Linked DNA regions of Zea mays: region 1 is linked to region 2. The links are chromatin contacts, called in public Hi-C maps. All regions are on one chromosome and are shown on one strand. The core of a region is the stretch at or near the end of the contact, and the rest is flanking DNA. Distances in the headings are between cores, read along the strand shown. Region 1 holds the start of LOC100286061. Region 2 holds the start of LOC100275668.

Region 1 (6,410 bases), core at 307-2,806, 260 kb after region 2:
TAGGGAATAATGGGAAGACTACCAGGTTCTGGTCCGATGTCTGGCTTGATTTTGGACCTATCACAGATCACCTATAGCTACCTGCCCTCACAAGCCATGCAAAACACCGGGCCGTCTCTATCCATCAGGTTCTCTCCGAGGGGATTACTAGGCACCTTGCCCCGCGCCTGAGCTCGGCTGCAAGGCAGGATCTGGAGCTCCTTCAAGCTGCTCTCCGTAATAGCAATCCCACATTCCCACGGACCTTCCGGACCAACGCCTGAGCCCTCTCATTGATGAAATTGCCTCTTGGTGTGATTCCTTTTCTATTTTCATGTAGCCATCTGTGCGATGTGTCTCTGGCAGCTAAGCTTATGTCCCTCCCCCTTGTAAAACTGGAACATGTGCCCTTATAATAATCAAGTTCTAATCAGGCCGGGGGACCTTTCGTCCCCCGTTGGCTTTGTCAAAAAAAAAAGGTGTAGGTCCATGGAGTTCACCACATGCATAAATACGTGTGTATCACACCGTGCATGAATACTAGTGAAAGGAAATATCTTCTAGCTTCTCCCGTCTCCATGTCCACTAGGTGGAAATATCTTCTAGCTTCTCCCGTCTCCATGTCCACTAAGTTGCCTTTAGTGAATAGTATAAAATAGAGGACGCTACATTGTAAATGACATTGTTTATCAAGTGAAGTTTAAAATTAAGAGATAAGATAGAAGAACCGCCGGAGACTAGATACCGATTTCGCCCGTCAAACAATTAGGGATGGTAATAGATTACAATCTAAATGTTTCTTCATAATTTATTAGGGTCTTTAATTAATTTTAGCTAAAAATTAATATAAATAGAGTCGAATCCTAATATGATTCAATCATTAAATTTTATAGCGTATAATTTAGAGTTTACGCTACCCTACAGACGATACAGCCCAATCAAGATTCGCGCTGCAGAGAGAGAAGAGGGAAACCAGTGGCTGAGAAAGCCCGCGCAGCACTGCGGCCACATGGGCTTGCGGGCCAGCCTTTCCCGGACCGATGGCGATCTGAAACAGAAACGCCCAGCGCTATTGATTCGGTCCCCCGTGCCCTGAGGCTGAAGCTGAAAGCAACGTCACGTCATCGCACCTGACGATGTCCCCACCAACCTTGGCACGTCCCAGTGCGGCACCGTCAATGTATTCTCGTAGCGGACTAGCTAGCCGCCCCAGCCGTGTTCCCGGGCCGGGATGGGCAGCAGAACCCCGCACGTCGCCGTCGCCGTCGCCGTCGCCGTACGTCTCGCGATCGCTTGAAGACGGCTAGCTAGACGCCACGCAAGATCTCCGCCAAACTCACGTTGCATTGGCTCGACCTGTTCGTACGTATGCGCATGCAGCGGCGTCGATCGGCAAATCAAAGGCAAGCAGCCGAGCACCCTCGATCTCTTATGGTCCTCCTGGGCACGCTCTCCTGGCCAGACAGACACGACGTGCCGGTTAGGCCAGTCATACGCGTACAGGCCGCGCGCGCCCTTATCCTCCATTAATTCGTCCTGCCCCCTATATAACTCGATGCTAGACAGAAGATCGAGGCAGCACTAGCAGTAATAAGAAACACGTCGAAGTCGTCGTAGTTTTACGTGCTCCCGTCCGTCCCGTGCGCCATGTCACGCAGCAACGCCTTGATGTGGTTGTTGCTTCTCGCGCTCTCGTGCTGGTCGTGGTGCGGCGCCGTCACGGCGCGGCCGACCCCGAGCGCCAGCACCAGCACCAGCACAGCCGGCGGCGGCTTCATCAGGTCGTGGTGCGCGGGGACGGACTACCCGGCCCTGTGCAACGCGACGCTGGCCCCGTACGCGGCGGAGGTCGGGGCCAGCCCGGCGCGCCTGTCGCTGGCGGCGCTGACGGTCACGCTGGACGGCGCGCGGAGGGCGACGGCCGCGATGAAGGCAATGGCGGCGGGCGGCGCGAGCAGCCACCACCTCGTGCCCGTGGCGGCCGAGGCGGCGGCAGACTGCGTGGGCATGCTCGAGGACGCCGTGGACCTGCTGCGGCAGTCGGTGGAGGCAATGGAGCGCCTCGGCAAGGAGCCGGCCAGCGCCAGTGCCAGCGCCAGCGGGCAGGCCGGGCGGAGCGTCAGGTTCCAGGTGAACAGCGTGCAGACGTGGGCGAGCGCCGCGCTGACGAACGACGGCATGTGCATGGAGGGGTTCAAGGGCCAGCCCGCCGTCGTGAGGGAGGCCGTGCGGAGGAACGTCGCCGGCGCCATGCACCTCACGGCCATCGCGCTCGCCATCATCAACGCCATGGCCAAGCAAATGTAGTAGGGTTTACGGCATGGTGTTACGCACGTACGTGTATAGCAGTGTGTGTTGTGGATGCCTTGTGCTTGTGCATATATGTTACGTCTCTCTGTGTGCTGTTCTTGTGTGATGAAATGATCACATCTGATCCTGATTTGTTTAGAGCTGTAACGGAATAATCATGGATGTCTGCTCACCAGTGTCAGGATACTGCAATGGAAGAATCATGATTCGTTGTCATGAATGCGCTGGACTAATTGGCAACTAGTGGTACTCGATCAGATCCGTTTCTACCACCAGTCAGTCAGATCAACAGGAATACATTCTGCTCTGCTGTCAGTAAATTGGTGATGAAAGATGTCCATTTTACTGGCTCGAGACCTACAACTACTACACAATGACATCGAGTAGACTTCACACACACCGATGATTATCCAACGGCAAAGCGCTCGTCAGTACCAGCAGTGTCCGGAGATCCAGATTTTAGAAATAGGATCCAAAAGGCATGAACACAGGAAACGCTGAGTAGCTACAGATCATATTCAGAGTCTTATTTCCAAAACAGACATGGCAATCAAAGATACCGACAGAATTATTGGCATTCTTTTGTGGTTATCTTGGGCTTTCAGCAAGATGCAATCGCGCCGAAGAGGTCCCCCGAGTTGAATTCAGGACATGAAAGAAATAGCCTGAGTAGCAACTTCCAGCGCAGCAGAAACATGGACACAAACATGAAGACGGAATTAAAAACACATATGCTCCGTTAGCCTTTAGCTTGCAAAGCTCGCCAACGACTACGAATTTTCCAGATCCAGAAAAGGGAAGAAGTAAAACAAAAACAAAAGAGGAAACAAGTAAACCACGATTTCCTGACAGTTGTACACCAGTAGCATCTTCGGTACAAGACTATCGCACTTGGCCAATATTTTTAACTCGAAGTTTGTATCCCTTACTACTTGAAACAAAGCTAAAATGTCATAGCATTCATGAAGCTCTCTTGGGAGGAGACATATTCTGCAGGAGTCTGGTAGTTGTAGCTATAACCACCATTTGCAGCAGGATACCTAACATGGTGAAGGAAGGCAGACCACAAAAGTTAGCAGCAAATACTTAGACTGTAACTTCAAATAGATATATAGCTAGGGGTAGCAATGGATCACGATCCAAATATTTCTTCACAATTTGTTTGAGCCCTTATATAATCTTAGTTAAAAAAATAAATAGAAATAAAGCCCAATCTTAATCAGATCTGATCCTTAGGTTTTATAGTATAAAATTTAGAGCTCATTATCTCCCATAGATATAGATATAACTTACCAAGAGCAACACGAACCGCATCAAGCATTTCGTAGCTTGTGATGGCCTCTGTGTTTTGCTTCATAACCTAGGCAACAACCAAATGCAAATAGCTGATGATATTCATACTCCAAAAAAGCTTGCTGTGATTATTACTTCATAGAGCAAAAAACCAATTCATAGAGGAAAGGAAGCAAAAGAAAACGAAATTGTAGCCTCAAATTGACCAAGACCTAAGATTAATTCAAGTTTATCTAACACTAGATACTGTCACAAACATGTTGGGTTCTTCCAGGATGAAATCTGCCTGAGTTATTGCTGGTGGAATTATCTGTACTAACTATTAAGGGGGCAGTGTAGACTGCCCCCGCTCCCTATCCGCACGCGCCAAATCCCGCCCCGCAACGGCCTCCCGCACTGCACGCCCCGCCGTCCGCCGCACGCCCGCGCGCCGCAGCCGCCGTGAAACCCCCGCTCCCGCACGCCCGCGCCGCGAAACCCCCGCTCCCGCAACGCCCGCGCCAGCGAAACCCCCGCTCGCGCAACGGCCTCACGCACCGCACGCCCCGCCGTTCTTAGATCGATTGCTCGCCAGGCTGTTGGCGAGGAGTCGTCAACCCTCACGGCAGCCATGTCTGTGGAGCTCATCCTGTGGCTTTTCTCCTTCGTCTCGATCATGGTCCTCATCGGCCTCACCGCATACCAGGCAAGCCTAACAACCCTGTTGCATCTATTAATTGTTCACCCTGTGACGGCGAGTGTGGTCCAAATCTTTTTTTTAATTAGAGTGTGGTCCAAATCTTGCGCGCAATCGGCGAAGCTCTGCCCGCTTTCGGCCTAAGACTGCCGTGATTTTGTGGGGATTTGATGCGGAGTTTAGTCAATGGTTTTCTTCTCGTCATTCATTCGGCGGAGGATGGTGACGAGACAAAAGACTGAAGATTTAAATCTGGTGTACAACCAACAGGATTAATTTCACCTAATCTGCTGAATATATGTATTAATTTCATCTGTAGTAAATCTGAGGCTAGAACGGTTATCACTATCAGGAACACCTTCATTTCTGTTTCCCTCAGGGGTAACTTGTTGCACCACCTTGACTGATGCATGTTTCTTTGTCTTTGAACTGGGAGGTACTGGGTCATTCTTGGAACCTAAGTCCAACAAGTGTTCACTACCATCTTCAATTGCGACAATTATAGATCCTATTAGCACACGAGAGTTTTTGCTAGGACCCATGCCACGTTCATCTACATCTAACTCATGTTTTTGGCACTGTTCTTCAATCCAAGACCGTAGTTTCAATTCACAAGTTTTGTTTCTACTTGGTGCAGAACAGACATTTGGATCCTTGTAATTTGAAGGCCTTGCTGAAGCTGCATGCTTTGAAGTAACTACGGAACCAGATAAAATGCTACTTTCAGCAAGCTTCTCCGTTCTGCCTAAATGATGCCTTGAAACAACTTGTTGCCTTAATACAACACATTTATCCATTTCAGGCCCCAAATCACAACTGATATCTTCTACTGGTAGGTCCACATTAAAATCATTGTTAGTTTCCAAAGTAATTAGTGCTGGAAATTGAAGATACTGCGATTCTTCTTGCTCAAAACAGTCAGGATCATAAATGAAATTCACACTTTGAATGGCTGTATCTCATCCTTGAGGTTTTTTAACCTCTGTTCTTTCTGCCTAAGTTTCTTCATCCGCTTCCTTTCCATCAGTTCAGCTTGCCTTTTCTGAGCAGCTTCCTCTTCATCCTCCAGCAACTTCTGGCATCTTAATGCTTCAGCAGTCTTATCAGCACACCATGCTTCAAGCAGCTTTTGTTCAAGCATGTAACTAGCGCACGAAACAACATTTTTCAACTCAGTTGCATTTTTTTATACCTCTCCATCAAATAAAAACTTCTGTATACAAGCAGCTGTATTTGTGCAAAGAAATGTTTTTTCACTTGCTTCATCGAGCAAACTAAATAGTTCATCCGATGACACATGCAGATGCATTGAAGGCTTTGCTTGAATTAGATCCAGAAGCTCACTGCCAGCTCTGGCATATGCAACTGGCAACGAAGCATACCCTGGTTTACACATCCATGATGACAGTGCTGTCAAAATTGATGAACCAGTTACACCCTCAATAACAACACCTGTCAAGGACAAAATTTTGCTGGCATCATCCATAGTGAGTTTATTCCAGAATGCAGCGAGAAGGTCTCTATTCTTTGGAAAATCCCTATCTATCTTGAGGGATCTACGATGAACACGTGTATGCCTCCGGAAGTTGATTGCAGAACAGAATTCTCTGGAGCACTTGGTACACTTGTCCAGCTGCACCTTAGGAGGCGAGAACAACGGCCACCCTGGAAGATATTTCTCGGTCTCACCATTTGCCTTTGCAGCAGCCTGTGCGAGCGCAGCAACAACGTCCGGGATTTTGAAGGGTTGGAATTGGCCGGACGTGGTGATGATATCCCTCGCAGTCTCTGCACTGTCCTTGCTGGAGAGATGGCTGGATTTCCTGGACGCGTTCATCTCCGACGGCACACAGGGGTGCAGTAATTTTTTTTCAATTTGGTGGCGGGGTGCTCGCCTGCAGAAGCGCGGGGGCGCTCGTCCCAGTCGTCGTCGCAAGGAAAGGAAGGCCAAAGAGGAGAGAGATGAACGGGAGAGGGAAAACAAAAGGAGATAGACAGTTGATGTTGAAAGGCACGCGAGGGATTTCATGGAGGCTGCGAAGAAGCTCCAGTCTTATTTCACCAGCCTGCAGCGTGAGGATCAACCAACTGCAGAAGAGATGCTTCGGAAGGTATGTTTCGCTTCATCTTCCTATGTTTAGGAGTGCAGTAG
Region 2 (5,588 bases), core at 2,847-5,346:
AGTATTCAAATAGATAGAGAACCGTTTAGAGAAACTCTACATATAGAGGATCCAGCAACGTTCTCTAAATTTAGAGGACCGTTTAGAGGACGTCCTCGTCCTCTAAATTTAGGGTACAGGACCCTTTAGAGGGTCTTGTTGGAGCCAGCCTAAACCCTTTAATCAGCTAAGCACCAATTGATGGCTTCGTTTTGAACATTTTGGAGAAGTTTCTCCAAGCTGGGTGAGGCTCCATCGAACACCACCTCATTTAAATTTCATTGGATTAATCATATACATATTCTTATAGAGAATCTATTTGAATATAACTGTTTTTTTTTATAAATTCAAGTGTAGATTGTTTTTTTAGAAGGAGAAGGTATATTTTGCTAAATTTATTTTTATGAAAAAAGATCGACACGATTGTGCCGCCCAGTCGGCCCAGACAGACGCGAATGTGCATGTCGTCTGAAAGCTGCACGGCAGCGCCGCCGGCGGCCCGCGGAGTGACCATGAATGAACAGCTTCTACGGGTAAACTGGACCAGGCCGATAGGCCATGGAAATTTGGGCCTTTTGAAGGTTACACCACAAGTCCACAACCACACAGGTCAATCCTCGTTTGCCATTAGGAGCATCTTCAAACATATCTCCTATCTTTTTTGGTAATCTCTTGAAAATTATAGGTATAGAAGTATGGGAGATTCAATAGGATATTGATGGAGACGCTGTTAGAACGTACAAAAATCAACATGACTTCATGCGAAAGAAAAGCATCCACTACTTTGGTATCAGTTGTCAAGTACTACAATCATTACATGGTACGCATAACACAGCACATGCTTGTGGAGTGAAGGCAAGATTGCCGCAAGCAGTCTTCTTTGAAAGGATTTCTTCAAACTGCAGGTGCAAGCTGATCTTGCTGCTCTTCAAATCTTGTTGGTCTTCAATCTGCCAATATCGAAAGAATTTGTAAAGTGCAGTATCTCAGACTCAGTTTGATGTTATTGTGTCTGGCTCGGTTCTTCTGGCAAAGTGGTAGCATCAAACTTCTCTTCCACCAATTTATGCTCTGCACAACATACAGAACAAATATAATTGTCAAACAGGGGACCTGGAACATCACCCGTTATGTGAAAAAGAAATGTACATATCATTCTGGACGTAACAACCATATACTAGACTGTTGCGGAAAATCTCAAGGTGCAAAAATGCTTTATGTTGGCATAATAGAACAGGATGAGCCAAGAACTATCTCTCCTCACTCAGTCTAGAGCAAGAACATAATCTTTTCTACATGAGCAAAGAGAATGCCTTGATTCATGGCTTATTATTTCCAGTAACAGAGGTTGTGGCATGATAGCAAAAGAAACTAGCTTAGGTCATGTTTGTTTCCCTCCTAAATTATATAAGTTGGATTATGATGGAAGGGTGAGATAATAAAATATCATTTTAGGATCACAAATAAGCTCAAATAAATTATCTAATGCTAGCTTATTTATTGTTTCAAAATAATATTTTACCCTGCTACCCTTCCATCATAATCCAACTTATATAATTTAGGAGTGAAACAAACACACCCTTAGTAACTTGCCAATATGCTGACATGGACCTGAAAATGTCATGACGGCTGTCAAGTTTTTCTGTAATCATCTAGAATGCCACATTCTCTTTTATTTTCACTTGATATGCAGCATGCTTATAATTAAATGCATACAAGAGGAAGATGATTGTGTATCAATAATAGTTGAGCCTAGTGTAAAGATGTAATATGTAATCATGCTCCGAAACTGCTACATAATCAGTTACCTGGAAAGCATGCTGCGCGGCTGTAGCTAAACATTCCTCCACTGCAAGAAATGGGAAGAGACTCCCTGATTAGTTTCTTGTTACCCGACGATGAAAATAGAACCAGAGATGTTCACCTGCAAATCAAAATAAAGCAAAATAATTAACAAATGAAAATAAGTTAGCAATATAGTTATATAAAGAAGAACAAAACATTTCCCAAGAACGATTTGAACCTGGATGGTCCTGCATACACAACAAATGTTAGGGGGGAAACAAGACAAAAAAGAACATGAGGAAAACATTAAGCGTTAGAAACATAACCTGTAAAAAAGAGTTAAGAAACAGATAGAGTTGAGCTATATGAGAACAGACCGTAAATGATTCAAGCTTGATTAGGAACTTGACAAGCAAAACACTAGTAACAACTGTACAAAAACTTCAGTCAGCAAAGGCAGTCAGTTCCCTGTGCCTGGATTACAGTGCCAAAGAATCTTTCACATATTTACATTGATGGACAAATGTACACCTCAATTATAATAAATTGCATTAAAGAATCAAAATTAGAAGGAAACTTAGTTGAACACAAAGTAAAAAAACACACAAAATAACTAACTCGGAAGTGTGAAAAAAGATAAGCAGCGAATGATTTTCTGAACGTGCTACTAAATCCGAATAGGTGCTCAATCAAAGTTCACGAGTTACAACAAGGTCCCATGAAACAGAATAGAAACTACATAGACATTTATTCGGTGCATCTAAGGAGTCTTATATCCCTTCATAAAAGTCTACAAAGAAGGAATCTCTTATAGTTCCATCCTGTAACCAAAGGGAAAAAGGGTAGACAACGGAATTAGGTGGTTGGCTGAAGAAAAGGAAGTCTCGTTAGCTCTAGCTCAGGTCCATGCCATCTCCAACCTGGCTCGGGATTGGAGACACAGCTGAGTAGGACCTCTCGAAGGGGGAAGGATGCAGCTGTGCACCACGCCTGCGCTTAAAGGAGCAGCCTTCATTGCTGTCCACTTCGTGCTTCCTGCGGATACCCCTCACTGCTTGCTGCTCCAATGGAGAGAGCGGAAAAAACTGCCCACTCACTCGGCAGAGCGAGTTATGGTTGTCATAGAGGATTCTCTGGTTACAGTTTTTGTCACAGATGTGAGTGGTTCCAGTCAGTTTGCAACGGTACATGTTCCCAAAAATGTTCTCGTTCTGGCACCTCTTGTCACACTTGTGACTAGGGTTTGATCCTTCTGTGTTAAGGATTGCGGACAAGAAAATCACATTGCTGGGCTCAGCAATCACAGATTTGCCAAATACCTCCATTGCACTGCCGCAAGGAAACGCTTCACAGGCCCCTTTCAGTTTGAGGTCAGAACTTTCTGCAACTCAAAACAAAAATTTGCTTCAGAGTCCTGTCTGTGAACTATTATGCTACTGCTGAGCAGACTCATCTAAGTAATATGCGTAAGAAAGGTAGACCACTGTGCATTGACAACTGCATTGTGATAAGAACAGATTAACCGACAGTGTGTAATCTAGCATAATACAAAACAAATTATAGCACAATGATTTCGCGCCAATTTTTACCCAACTGCCAACGTCATAAATCTGAAAAAGTTCACTCACGCCTAACACTATAATAATGACATAATCCACTGGATTTCATGCAGTTTGCCCAAATCTATAAAAAATTCATGGTACCAAACCTAAATCTAAGTTGCAGATAGAACAGCTGGCATTGAACCTTGAACGATTTTAAAATTAGCCAAGTAGATATATATAGAATCTCGCAGATACAAACAAAAACTGGAGGACCTTCCCAAGTCAGCACGCATCCCTTTCAACCGGGTAGGTGAACCAGAAACCACCCTCACCATAATTAAACAAACGTGGACCCAGAAACCTAACTGCCCCACTCCTCTCCTCCTTTCACCAGTGCAATTTTACTAGATCTGAACGGTAAAACCCCTCTAACCGACAATCACCCCTATCATCCGCAATAAAATCAAATTAATTCTTCATATAGCGGCATTTCAACGTCCAAATCCACGATAAAACATGACCGAACGATAAGATTAACAACATCTAGCTAAACCAAATTCAAGACGGAGCATCTTCGTTGCTCGGACCCAAAATATTCGCGACTAAAAGGCCTATGTCGATTAAAAGCGATGGAACTTACCAGCGAGGTCGAAGGTGCAAGCCGAGGCAGAATAGATGTGGGATGGAACAGCAGGAGACGACGCGGAGGGCTTCGTCCTCCCCCTCTCTCGCTCTGTTCTCTTTCTCTCTCTACGCCCGTTAAACACGGACCACGAAGCCAACAACAACGGCAGGGGAGGAGGAAGGGGTCTCATTTATAGGATGCGCGGCCTTCGCGAAATGACCGAGATGCCCACACATGGGTCGAGCAGCTTGAGATGTCGACACGAAGCTCAGTGGCAAGTGGCAACACGCGCAGTGCCCCCCTGGCTCCGTGCACCAGCGGCGGCTCCGATTGGCTTGGCTCACGGCTCGATCAGTGGGTCCTGTCTCCGATTGATGGTTTATCCATTCTATATTTCTATACTTGACTTCTCGTACGGCAATTTAAATAAAAAAATAGAAAACATATACTGCACAGAAAAAAGGAGATTTTTTAAAGAAATAGCAATAAATATATGATGAGAAAAAATCTATATTAGGAAATAGAAAATTATATCGAAAAGTGAGAATAACATATATGTTTTGATAAAATTCGAACATATAACTTGAACAATTTTAAGACAGGGGAGTTAACTAATTTTGGAACATAGGGAATATTTCGTCAGTCATAAAATAATTGCACGTCACGCTTTAAATTATTTTAATTTTAACTAAAAACATGTAAAATAATATTAATATTATAAAAGTATATTTTAGATTTAATCTGATGATATTTATTATATGTTATATATATTATATACATTGGATTAGATGTTAAAAAGATTGACTTCTTGTAAAATAAGATGTATATTTATTTTAGGACGGATGTAGATAATATATAGACATCGGCTTGTGTTGTGTCATTGTTCTCCGGGAGTTTTGGTGAAGCTAAACTACTACTACGATTAGTTTGCTCCGTTATTTCGTGGCAACCACATGACAAATAGACACGTTTTTTATCAGCAAATACACACGTTGATGCCACCATAGCAAGATCCAGGAGGAACCCCACTAGTCAGAATCAGTAGAGCACTTTAACCCACAAGGCCACAATGGTTGTAGCACGGTTACTACATTACCCGTACTTTATAACTTACCTTTACTGATATATATAACTCGCGGTAACGTTACGATTCATTAGAGGGGAAGGGTCGACGACAACGCGAGAGGAGATATTGACGACGTCTAAAAGTCGCATAGAGGGGGTTGGATAAACGGAAACTGAAATTTACAAACTTTAAGCACAACTACAAGACAGGGTTAGCGTTAGAAATAAAACCGAGTCCGAAAGAGAGGGCGAAAACAAATCAACCAAGAAAAAAAACGAGTGACACAGTGATTTGTTTTACCGAGGTTCGGTTGTTGCAAACTGAAAGGGAAATAGGGTTACACCTTTTCCTAAATAATTTTGGTGGTTGAATTGCCCAACACAAATAATTGGACTAACTAGTTTGCTCTAGATTATAAGTTCTACAGGTGCCAAAGGTTCAACACAAACCAATAAAAAGTCTAAGAAAGGGTTCAAATAAAAAGGAGCAAAACCAACCGAAGGCTGCCCTGGTCTGGCGCACCGGACTGTCCAGTGCACCACAGGACAGTGTCCGGTGCACCAGGGTGAATCAACTCCAACTGCTCAGC

The links. A called contact is a pair of places that touch in the nucleus more often than the background predicts.
Region 1: a Hi-C map of leaf shows a contact between it and region 2, with 8 times the contacts expected there. The contact joins the promoter of LOC100286061 here to the promoter of LOC100275668 in region 2. A contact is called at or near these places in 6 of 25 Hi-C or Micro-C datasets (bundle sheath, ear, endosperm and 2 more).

Annotation. Positions count from the first base shown.
Region 1 is chr1:230,311,987-230,318,396 of Zm-B73-REFERENCE-NAM-5.0, forward strand. It overlaps LOC100286061, which reads left to right and starts at 1,557. Exons shown (of 1, transcript NM_001368188.1): 1 at 1,557-2,505. The coding sequence starts at 1,627. The coding sequence ends at 2,286. It overlaps LOC100276271, which reads right to left. Exons shown (of 6, transcript NM_001150101.1): 5 at 3,583-3,649; 6 at 3,114-3,329. The coding sequence ends at 3,250. It also overlaps the pseudogene LOC103643383.
Region 2 is chr1:230,049,397-230,054,984 of Zm-B73-REFERENCE-NAM-5.0, forward strand. It overlaps LOC100275668, which reads right to left and starts at 4,097. Exons shown (of 4, transcript NR_153787.1): 1 at 3,949-4,097; 2 at 3,084-3,145; 3 at 1,788-1,903; 4 at 732-1,050.